Linked DNA regions of Rattus norvegicus: region 2 is linked to region 1. A link is a contact called in public HiChIP or PLAC-seq data. All regions are on one chromosome and are shown on one strand. The core of a region is the stretch at or near the end of the contact, and the rest is flanking DNA. Distances in the headings are between cores, read along the strand shown.

Evidence for each region. HiChIP or PLAC-seq counts read pairs in DNA pulled down with a chosen protein or histone mark.
Region 2: an H3K27ac HiChIP or PLAC-seq map of oligodendrocytes shows a contact between it and region 1, with 4 times the contacts expected there. The contact joins the promoter of Tmx1 here to the promoter of Trim9 in region 1. A contact is called at or near these places in 1 of 12 Hi-C or Micro-C datasets (kidney) and 1 of 1 datasets of contacts at active chromatin or transcription factors (oligodendrocytes).

The regions. Positions count from the first base shown.
Region 1 is chr6:94,589,353-94,594,611 of GRCr8, forward strand. Trim9 (tripartite motif-containing 9) reads right to left here and starts at 3,199. Exons shown (of 10, transcript NM_130420.1): 1 at 2,220-3,199. The coding sequence starts at 3,041. LOC102549102 (a long non-coding RNA gene) reads left to right here and starts at 3,383. Exons shown (of 5, transcript XR_010052260.1): 1 at 3,383-5,259.
Region 2 is chr6:94,693,484-94,698,742 of GRCr8, forward strand. It overlaps Tmx1 (thioredoxin-related transmembrane protein 1), which reads left to right and starts at 3,216. Exons shown (of 8, transcript NM_001024800.2): 1 at 3,216-3,435. The coding sequence starts at 3,284. It overlaps LOC102551922 (a long non-coding RNA gene), which reads right to left and starts at 3,224. Exons shown (of 2, transcript XR_593062.4): 1 at 2,956-3,224; 2 at 1-54.

The DNA of each region.
Region 1 (5,259 bases), core at 1,949-4,448:
CCATTCTGGCCCAGGAGCATTTTCAGAGACAGAAGTCCTAGGACGGAGTCTAGCTGGGACAACACAGCTGCACCATGTTATTTTGTTACAAAAACTGAAATTAAGGGATAATGCTAAGTGCTGTTCTAACTCTGTCATTCTCCACCCAGCTTTCCCAGGCCATTTGGTCACTCTGATATTGACTGGACATATTGAAACTGATTTATTTTTGTGGCAAAATGTGCCAAAATCCAGACGTGGTCTTCTAGCCATTTTATTCCATTTCTCATGTTTTTTTTTAAAGCAGATATAAAATTTTCAACTCTAATCTCTATCCACAATATCCATTATCAGGCTTCACAAACAGCTTGACATTTCAACTGTACACGGGGCTTGGCAGGGATTTGAAGGCTCCTTTTGGTCTTTATGGCTAGAGTATGGGCTTTTCTTCATGAACATGTTGTGGTTCCTACCAATCCCAATTAGCATGTAGCACTAAGGTCTTTGTCCAGGCAGGGCGACTATTTTCTTAGATACTTTGTACAGAAACATGCCTGAGAACTATTTTTTTCCAATTTTCAAAATTAAATGTTATTTTAAAAAGCACAATTGGAGAGATGGGCATGGTAGCACATGCCATAAATCCCTTGTCACCTGGGAGACGGGGAAAGAGCTGAGGACGTCCCCCAGTGATTGCTGAAAATGCTGGCAATGAAAATGGCTGTCCCAATCTTAACTGCAGAGAGGGCATCTCTCAGTTAGCGTCTCTAGAGTCCAAGGAATGCTGGCAAACTAGCAGGGACACAGCTGAGGGTTGCAACACCATTTCATTACCTTATTCTTGGGCAGACAACCCTGTGGTATAAGGACAATTTCTCCTTTGACAACACTGGGCAGAACCTCCCAACCCCTCCCCAGTAAACGGAATACTTGAAAAGTAAAGTGGACTTAAAGCACATCTCTGCAAAGTGGTCTCCTTCCTTCTAAGCAACACAGACATGTTATTAAAAAGAGCGCATTCCTCACAAAGCTTACCTTCCTGTTTTGTATGTGTTAGGGGGAAAGAGCAATACATAAGTACAAGGCCAGCATAATTGACATGTGGCACGTTACCATGGTGATACATACTACTGAGAAAAACAAAACAGGGAGCAAAGGGTTGTCTGAAGCAGGGGGTCATCACAGCCTCCATCTGGGCTTAACTCAGATCTGAACACAGTCAGTGAGGTAAGAGAGGGTCGCTCTGTCTAGGCACTGGGGAAGAGAATTTCAGGAGAGAAACACCCAAATGTAAAGGCTTAGGTGTTGACTGAGGAACAGCAAGAAACACAGAAGCAGAGAGTCAGGGCTAATCAGCAGAAGGGGACTAGAGGAACATGTCAAGTAGGCTTTGCTAGAATGTTCTAAGGATGGTCTGAGAATCACAAGAAGCCATCAGAGTAGAGGAGTTCCATGACAGCATGTCAAAAGCAACCCAAAAGATAATTCTGCTAACAGGTGTCTCAAAGTTTACGTGCAGCTACTGAAAGGGAAAAGGTTTGACCCCTGGTGGAATAAGGGTTTGGGGGAAAGGACGGTTTTAGTTCGCTACCGCTCAGAAAACTCTACTCCTTCTGCTCCAGCCTTAGGTCCCCCTCCTCCTAAGGATGCCTTAGGACCACAGGAGTTCTGGGAACCCGGACCTGATTCTCTTCCAGCTGGAGCCAGGTCTAGCTCAGTGCAGACTCATCAGTATTCTGTCCACGGACCACCCCCCGCTGTGCATCAGGGCTTCTGTCTCCCTGTCGGAGACAATCCCCTGAGGTCTATCCGCCCCCACCGCCCCCACCTGCCCTAGTCTCCTAGGCCCTCAGCCTACCCCATACCAGCGCATGCCCGGAGGCCTCTGCCACCCGCGCGCTTCCGCCAAGCCAAATAGGCTTTGCCCTACGGCGGCGGTGACCATAGATAGGCTGAAGACTGAAGAGGGGGCGGCCTGACCCAGCTCACAGGCAGAATGCCTGGGGAGGGAGACCCATGCTAAGGCATTCCTGCAACAGCTCTCTGGAGACATTCAACTTCCCTGCGTCGCCTCAAATGTCCCCAGAGCCTCCTGCAATGCACCACAACGCAAGGCAGACGCCGAAGGCACTTGCACGGCGCCCCCACTGGGATGCGCTGTCACCCTAAGAGGGAACCAGTGCTGCAAATCAGGAGGACCCAGGACGCGGGGAGTCAGGGGTGGGTTGCATAGGACTCACCTTGTGCAATTTCCACATAGCCCCCAAAGCCTTGACTTCGTGGCTGGAGTGTTTGCCCTCCTCCAAGCACTGGTAGCACACCGGCATCTTGCATTGCACACAGTACATGCTGTGGTTCTCCAGCTCGTGGTCTGTGCAGGTGGAGACCTTGCGCGGGCTCAGCCGTCGGCTTACGCGACCCTGGGCCGGGGGCACCAGACGGTGTTTGGCTAGGGGACCCCTCGGTGGGTGGCAGCGTAGACGGCAAGGGTCGCAGTAGAAGACATCGCACTGTTCGCACATGACCGTGGCTTCCTTGGGCGCCTTCTCACAGAGCTGGCACTTGAGGGCCGCGGCTTTGCTCTGTTGGTAGCGGTCGATGACCCCTTCCAGGACGCGGTTCTTGGGGAAGCCGCGGAGCCCCCGGTCATCCAGAATGAGGCTGCGGTGGCACTGGGGGCAGGTAATGCAGGAGTTGCGGGGCACAGGGGCCAAAGCCGGTGACAGGTGGGTGGGCGGTGGCGGCATAGCAGGGGGGAAAACACGGACGCCGTTGGGCGACTTCTGGCACGGGGTAGTGGGGGCGCTGGCGAAACCTCCGTAGGAGCCATAGCCGCTGTCCGCCTCGCTGTAAAGGCTCATCTTGTCCAGGTCCAGATAGTCATAGTCAGAAACCCCAGAGCCCGAGGCCCGGCGGCTCTGGGGGGACTCGGACTCCGGGGTCTGCACCAGGATGTTGCGGGCGCAAGCCTGGCATAAATTGTGAGAGCAGGGCAGGATGATGGGCTCCCGATAGAAGGAGCCACACACGGGGCATTTTAACTCTTCTTCCATCTCTTCCATGGGGACCTGGCTGGAAGCGAGGCAGCAGAGGCTGCGGCAAAGGGGGCCTGACCTGGCGAAGCAGTCGATAGGCCTGTGGTGTCCAGCACCTTGGCCAGCGGCGGCGGTGGTGGCGCCTTTCCGCGTCGCCTAGGCGCCGACTCCCCAGGACGCGCTCTCTCTGTGAGCGGTGGAGCGTCCGCGCTGCGCGCCAGCCCGGGCCCGCCCCCTTCCCGCTGCTAGCCCCACCCCGCCAGGGAGCCGAGGCTCATCGGACGGCGGCCGTGAGAGCTGCGTTCTCATTGGCTTCCCGCCCTGTCCGTCTCCCCTTCTCTGCAGGCCGCAGGGGGCTCAGTGAGTCGGAGCTGGAGCAGCCGCTTGGCTTGCTGAAGCTGGCGCGGGATTTTGGGAGGGGGCTGGAGCAAGGGCCGAGAAGGAGAAGTGGGGCGGGATGATTCATCCCTTTCCACCCCCACCCCCCACACGCTTCCTTCTGAGCTCGAGTGCAGTCACCCGGGAGCAGGGGGCGTGAGAACCCCTCCCAATCGTGAGTGGGCTGCTGTTGCCTGTCGCCGGCGCTTGGGGCTTGCCTTCCAGCTCTAGTCTGCGCGCCGACCCACCCCTTCTCCTTCCGCTGCTGGCATCAAGCTGGCACCTCCCCCGTGCCTTCCTGGGGGCTTTTGGGCTTTTCTCCAGCACTCAGAAGCAGCTGGAGCGCCCGCATCCATCGTGTTTGGGGGAGATGGTTGTGTGTCATGGCTGCAGTGCCCCCTTCTTGCGCTCCCCCCCCTCCCCGGTAGCTTTTTCCCTACTCCGAGGCAAAGGCTCAGTATTCCTCCAAAAGCTGTACCACCATCGCTACATGTTTTAAATGTGTGGAGGCCCCTACGCCTTGGAGTGAAGGTACCTAGGTTCTTCTCACCCTCCCAGCCTCTCGAAGCTCATCCCTCAGCATCTGGCTGGGTTTTAGAGAGGCCCCAGGAACATTAGTTGAGTTGAAGCAGGCAGAGTTTGTGTGTTTCTGAGTGCTATTGTTTGGAAACTAGCTATGTGAACGAATTGCTATGGCATTGCAGATTCCAATGTTTGATTCCAAACGATATTATCCAATGTCACATGCCCTTAGCATCTACCATAAATTCCAGAATAGGGGGCGGGGTGTTATTTTTGCTTCTGTGAGGTAATGAAGGAATCTAATGATAGCCCTTGTATTCTAACCGATTTCTCTTTTCCCCAAATCGTGCTAGAGATAATGGATCCTGCCCCTTGCCTGCATAACCCTTAAATGAGGACGACGATAGAATCTTTGAATCAATATATCAGCCTGTTACTCAATGGGTAGAATCTTTGAATCCAGTGACATTCCAAGGAAGTAATTTATCTTGGGGGCACACATAGTTAATTTTCTGAGTGATTCATAAAACAAGTGACAAAAATGGTTTTCAAGTCCCGTGGGATCTTCCAAATTTTCAACTTCCAGTAGATAACGATTATTCATAGCTTCATTTATAATTTAAAAGCACTTTTTTTTGTCCAGGGAAAAGAAGTACTTTCTATAATCTTTGATTTTTGGAGAAATAGTACAAATAAATTGGATTATCTCGCAAATATATTTTTTAGCACAATGACTACAGTAGTTGATCATTGGTTGTGTGGGAGGAAGAATTCACATTGTTATTTAAAACTATGTTAGTCACAAATCCTACAGGGTTTATTTCTAACCCATATTTTAATTAGTTGAGACCAGAGCTGCTAAGGTATATGCAATCTGTTTACAGGCAAAGAGTTTCTTCAGATTTGATTGGGGGCATTATCTATATTAGTGCAGGATACAAAGACTACATTAGTCCAAAGACACTTTGCTCATGCTAAGTGATTGATTCTTAAGAAATTGGTGGAGAGGGTCATCCACCCTTGCATGTTACAATACTTTCATGCATTTTGCATTCGCTTGTGCAAGTCAGGGAAACCTTGGCTGGCAAAGTAAGGAGCTGTCATTCTTCTGGAGTCTGGGCTTTGCCTACCACGGTATACCATGAAGGAGGTCTGGGGATTAACTAGGGTATGCCGTGTAAGAGGTCCAGTCATTAGCAGACAGGCTACCCTTGGTTCACAGCAAAGGGTGGGTGGTCTGAGGGACTGTCCAATGGTAGGATTCAGTGTCAGGTACAAATACCCTCAATACGATGCAGACTTACGGAACAGTTGATCAATTAGGAAATAGCTTAAGATGAGTTAG
Region 2 (5,259 bases), core at 1,966-4,465, 100 kb after region 1:
ACGCTGGGGACGAAAGCCTTTATTTGGCTTATATCTCCACATTGTGGTCCATCACTGAAAGAAGTCAGGACAGAAACTCAAACAAGGCAGGAACCTGGAGGCAGGAGCTGATGCAGAGGTCATGGAGGGGTGTTGCTTACTGGCTTTCGTAGTCTGCTTTCTTTTAGAAACCAGGACAACCAGGCCAGAGATGGCACCACCCATAAAGGGCTGGGCCTTCCTGTGATCTATCACTCCTTACAAAAAGGCTTACAACCAGATTGCCTGTAGGCATTTTCTTAACTGAGGCTTGACCATCTCACCTTAATTGTCTTCACTGTATCTCAGGTGGCTTCAGCTTGTGTTAAGGTGACATAAAACAATCCAGCATACCCCCCCCCCTTTTTTTAAAATTGAGGCCCCTGGATGACCTCATTTAAACTACCTCTTTAAAAACCCTATCTTTAGCTTGATGCCCCAGCATAGGGGAATGCCAGGGCAGTGAGGTGGGAATGGGTGGGTGGGTAGGGAAGCACCCTCACAGAAGCAAGGGGGAGGGGATGGGATAAGGGGTTTGCAGAGGAGAAACTGGGAAGGGGGATAACATTTGAAATGTAAATAAAGTAACCAATAAAATATTTAAAAAAAAAAACCAAAAAGATGTCACTGAGCTTTGTAGGGTTCTAAATGGGAACAGAAACAAGGGATATTTCATTTGACTTAGGTACTTTCTGTTGTGCAATTTTAAATAAAATGAATATAAGTTACTGGAACTCAAAAAAAAAAAAAAAGACCTTATCTTTAAATGCACTCTCAGTTCTGAATTACTGAGCATCAGGACTTCAGTGCATGAATTCCCAGAAACAGAACTGACCTGGGAACTACATAAACAAAAACTCACTAAAGGTTTCTGGAAATTGCAAACAATGAATGATGCTTTTGCTGCTGCTATTGTTGTTCCTTCAGTAGAACCGAGACCCTGGCATCCACCCCATCTCAAACTCCTGTTCTCTTATCACTTTCTTAGCCCAGGCCATTGTGGTGAAAACTCCACTGTAGGTGGGTGTGACCAAGAACACAGGGCTCCACCTCCTCTCCATTCCCAATCGAAAGACAGTGTCTGGTCAGGAGGGGAAGGTGACTGGCATCTTAATCTCTCCCAAGTCCAGGCCACAAGGACAGAATCTGTGATGCATTGCACACCACAGGCACAGTGAAGCTCTCGTTATGGCAGATGGAGACGTCTCCAGACGCCTCCTCAACCTTTTTGCCCATGTAATAGAGGCTATAGGCCATTAGAAGTAAGTCCAGAAAACCAGATCCTGCTGGTCTACACTGTGCAGAGAATGATGACTGAGGCTGCCTGTGCCCAGGAGAGTTAGTTCTGAACTCTTCCCAAAGTAATGGACTTTATTAAACAAGAGTACAGTCAAGCCTAAAGTCACTCTTTTATCTTTTTACCTTTTTTTTTTTTTTTTTTTGCCTAAAGTCACTCTTAAAAAAATTTTTTTCCCTTAAGAGCAAGATGCTAGTGCATAAGCCACTTAGTTCACCAGAGAGAACTAAGAAAGGAGACAATGAAGAATCATCTTGGGGTTAAAATAAATCTCAACCACTAACCTCAAAAACTATCTGCCAAAATTTATTAGACTTTGGAACAATTTATGCCCTGAGAATTAAAACAAAATAAAAACAAGCCATCTGTGAGCACTTCATGTAATATTACAGCTGGAAATAAGAAATGAGGCAGACACATCCCAAAAAGTGATAGCCAGTGAGCCCTGCTAAAACCACTACCATCACCCAGATTACCTGTGTACCCGCCCAGGGCTGTATTCTCTGAGAAACAGACTTCACTAGAATGGCCTTGCCAACTCACTAAACAATCAAACAAAATCAACAGAAGATGGAAGGCCACAAGGGGAATCACTATCCAGAATTGCGGACCTTAAAACCCTAGTTTCCAATAAGGTTTTGAGTTACACAAAGACAGGAAAATATAACCCTTCTACAGGAAGGCAAAGAGCATGCAGCAAAAGTTACTTATGAGAGGACCAAGAAATAACAAAGTCTTCCATTACGACTATGTTAGAGGAGATTCAAAGACTCATGCTTAAAGAGTTAAAGTAAGTCAATCACCAAGGACACACAAGATTCAATTAGTAAAGCAGGCAGGACAGAAAGTAGAAGCATGTTTGCAGAGGGCCAGGGTAAGGAGTGAATGGATGGACAGAAGGGGCTGGTGACTCCACATGAATAGGAAGATTTTTAAATTTGACTATGGTAACCATTGCCCATCTTGTGAATATACTAGGAACCACTGCATCATGTATCATGTAAAATTGTATGACATGTGAATTATATATTATTAATATTATGTTTAAAAACAAACACTAAGAACTCCAGAAAAAAAAAAAGATTATGGTCGACATCAATACCCAAATGATAGAAGGAAGAGACGGTGAACCCAACAGGTGGTTGATAAATTAGCAGTGTTGATTTGATTTGATCATCTCAAATGTAGTAGCATTCTCTTAAGAGTTTTTAAGGCAAGCAGCAGCACATTTCGGTCATAAAGAGATCCTTTGCCCTAAAACTAATAAAATCGATGCTGGAGAAAAACAAAACACGTCCTCAGAGGAACAAACCTACCCTGAGATGGATGGCCTAGCCACATTACGACAATAAAGCTGTACTGCTTAAACTATCTCTACGATGGAGGGTATGTATCTGCTGCTTACAACCACCCATCCCACTCTAAGCCTAGAAGCCTGGAGCTGCTGCAGCCATCTTGGCTTCTTCCGCGCACGCCTACTTTCCTTCTAAAGAGGCATCCCTCCACATCACCCCGAAATTGATTAGCACATGGCGTCGTGGGCCATCGGAATATTACAGGAGCAGTACATCCTACATTCAACTAAATGATGCTATTTTCAAAGGGGAACGTTACAGAGAAAACTGTCGTGGTGACCCTACTTGGCACTGGTGAGCACTACAGGGCCACTCATCTCGAACGCATCACCTTGATCCTTCCGCCTACCGCCCCTTTTAGCGCTTTTCGAGGGACCACAATGGGCAGCCTCCTTTTGCTCCTATGCACGGAAACAAAAGCACCTCCCTCTTCCCGTCTCCACCTTCCGCTAGGGGTCAGGACCCGGACATGCGCACTGAGTTGCTGGGGGGGGTGGGGCTCGCGCGCCTCGCAGGCTCGTTGTGCGCATGGGCGGAGCGGCCGCCAGAGCGGAAGTGGAGCTGCGGCGGGGCGGTGGGGCGGGAGCGCTCTGAGACTGGGCAAGTGGCTGACATGGCGCACTTGGGGCGTCTCCTGGTTCCCCTGGCAGCCCTGGTCCTGTTGCTCTGGGCGGTCCCTGGGGCTCACGGACGGCGGAGCAACGTGCGCGTCCTCACCGATGAGAACTGGACCTCATTGCTGGAAGGAGAGTGGATGATAGAATTGTGAGTGCGGGGCGGTTGTCTGGGTATCTGATGGTGGTGGCGGTGGCCTCCGCCGCCCCCTCCCTCAAGCTGCACACCTGACTGGCCCATCTTCCTCGGCCAGGTCTTGAGGTCCCAGCCTTCGCCGCCCCCAGCTCCAGGGTTGTTTCTTAACCGGGCGTATTACTTTTCTATCTAAGCGTACACCGAGCCTCGTCGTTGCTAAGCACTGTGGTGCGATTAAAGGATTACGTGCCACATCGAATTCTCTGGAACAGCCTGGCGGGTTTGAGGGTGGGATTGGGTGGGATGGAGGTCTTAGCTATGACTTTGATCTACCGCAGACATCTAGACTTTAAGTCTCCAAATTTTTACAAAAGATTATATTGAATAAAATATCGCTTTTAACCTGTCATTCGGAAATTGTTATATTTACCTATTTGTAATGCTTGAATTTTGAGCTCCTTTTTTTTTAATTTTGTGGATTAGTTATTTATTGTAAATGCCAAATAAATCGAAATGTATTTTAAAATATTTTATTTTATTTTCTCCTTGCCTACATTCATTTCTTTTGATATGAATCACATTTTTCCTTGGCGGTGCACGTTAGCAATTTAGAGAATGGCTTGAATTGTGACTTACAGGCCTGCGAATGGTATTGCGTATTTGTTGGTATGATTATTAATAGGCCCTTTAAAAAAACTCCAGTTCATCATTTACTATTCAAACAAGATCACTTATCTTGTGTGATGATTCTACTTCAATAATGTCCATTCTGCTGCTGTAGGAAATAAACTACCATTGGCTTTTGTTTTAGATGATAAATGGAATGGTTAGTTGACAGTGTTACTGGTGGCTAGCGTTATTGATCTGGCGGAAGCACCACTATTGAATGTTCATTGTTTCCTGGACACTACTCAGTACCTTTGTACACATTTTTTGGTAATTATTCTCCATATTCCTTATAGTAGTTAACCACTCCCATCCCCTGCTTTACAGATTGGCCTGTTCAGATGTCATAGTAGCTTTGTTGGAATTCAAGAGTAAATATATGCAGGCACTGTTGTTAGCAACCCCTCAGCAAGATTCTGGTGTTTTTCCATATTGTAGTTTATGTTTAGGGCCTCACGCTGAGGAGAAGATGGAAGTGAACGTCCTCAAGAAAGAACCCAGACGAGATCCATGATACCTGAGTCATAAAACAAAAGGAAATGTGGAAGCGTTTTTTATGGAGACTGTGACAGGGAAGACGCTCAGTGTTCTGGCAGTCAGTTTCCAGCAGAGGAACACTAACCAGTGCTGTTTGTTTTCAGTCATTGTCATGAATAGCAGTGTTAAAGCAGTAGTGATTATAAATTCATATGTAAAATATAGTCCAAGATTGCAGGAAGATACCTTTAAGCATTTTTTGTTACATTGTAAATGTAATATCCACAAAAGGTATGAAAGGGAATTAAAGCTACCACAACACTGAAAATGAGATAAAAACATCCATCTGAAATATGGATCTTGTTCTTCCCTTTTTCCTTGGCTAAAATTTGGGAGTTTTAAAGAACCTCGGGGGGGGGGGGGTACTGGAAGGGGTCAGTGATTAATTAAGAGGGGGGGAAGCTCTTAAAAAGCACTAAGAAACTGCACACTTGATAGTCATAATAGTCTACCCTTAATTACAAGTGAATTATTCTCTGTAAGTTCACTTCTGATAAGCTTTATTACAGAGCTGTTTTCATGGTACTTTTACTGTTTGACTTTTGTATGTAACACTGGTTTGCTGTATTTACATGCCTCTCTTAGAAACTTAATTTTCCTAAAACAGTTCATGAAAATGTGAGATCACAGTTTTTT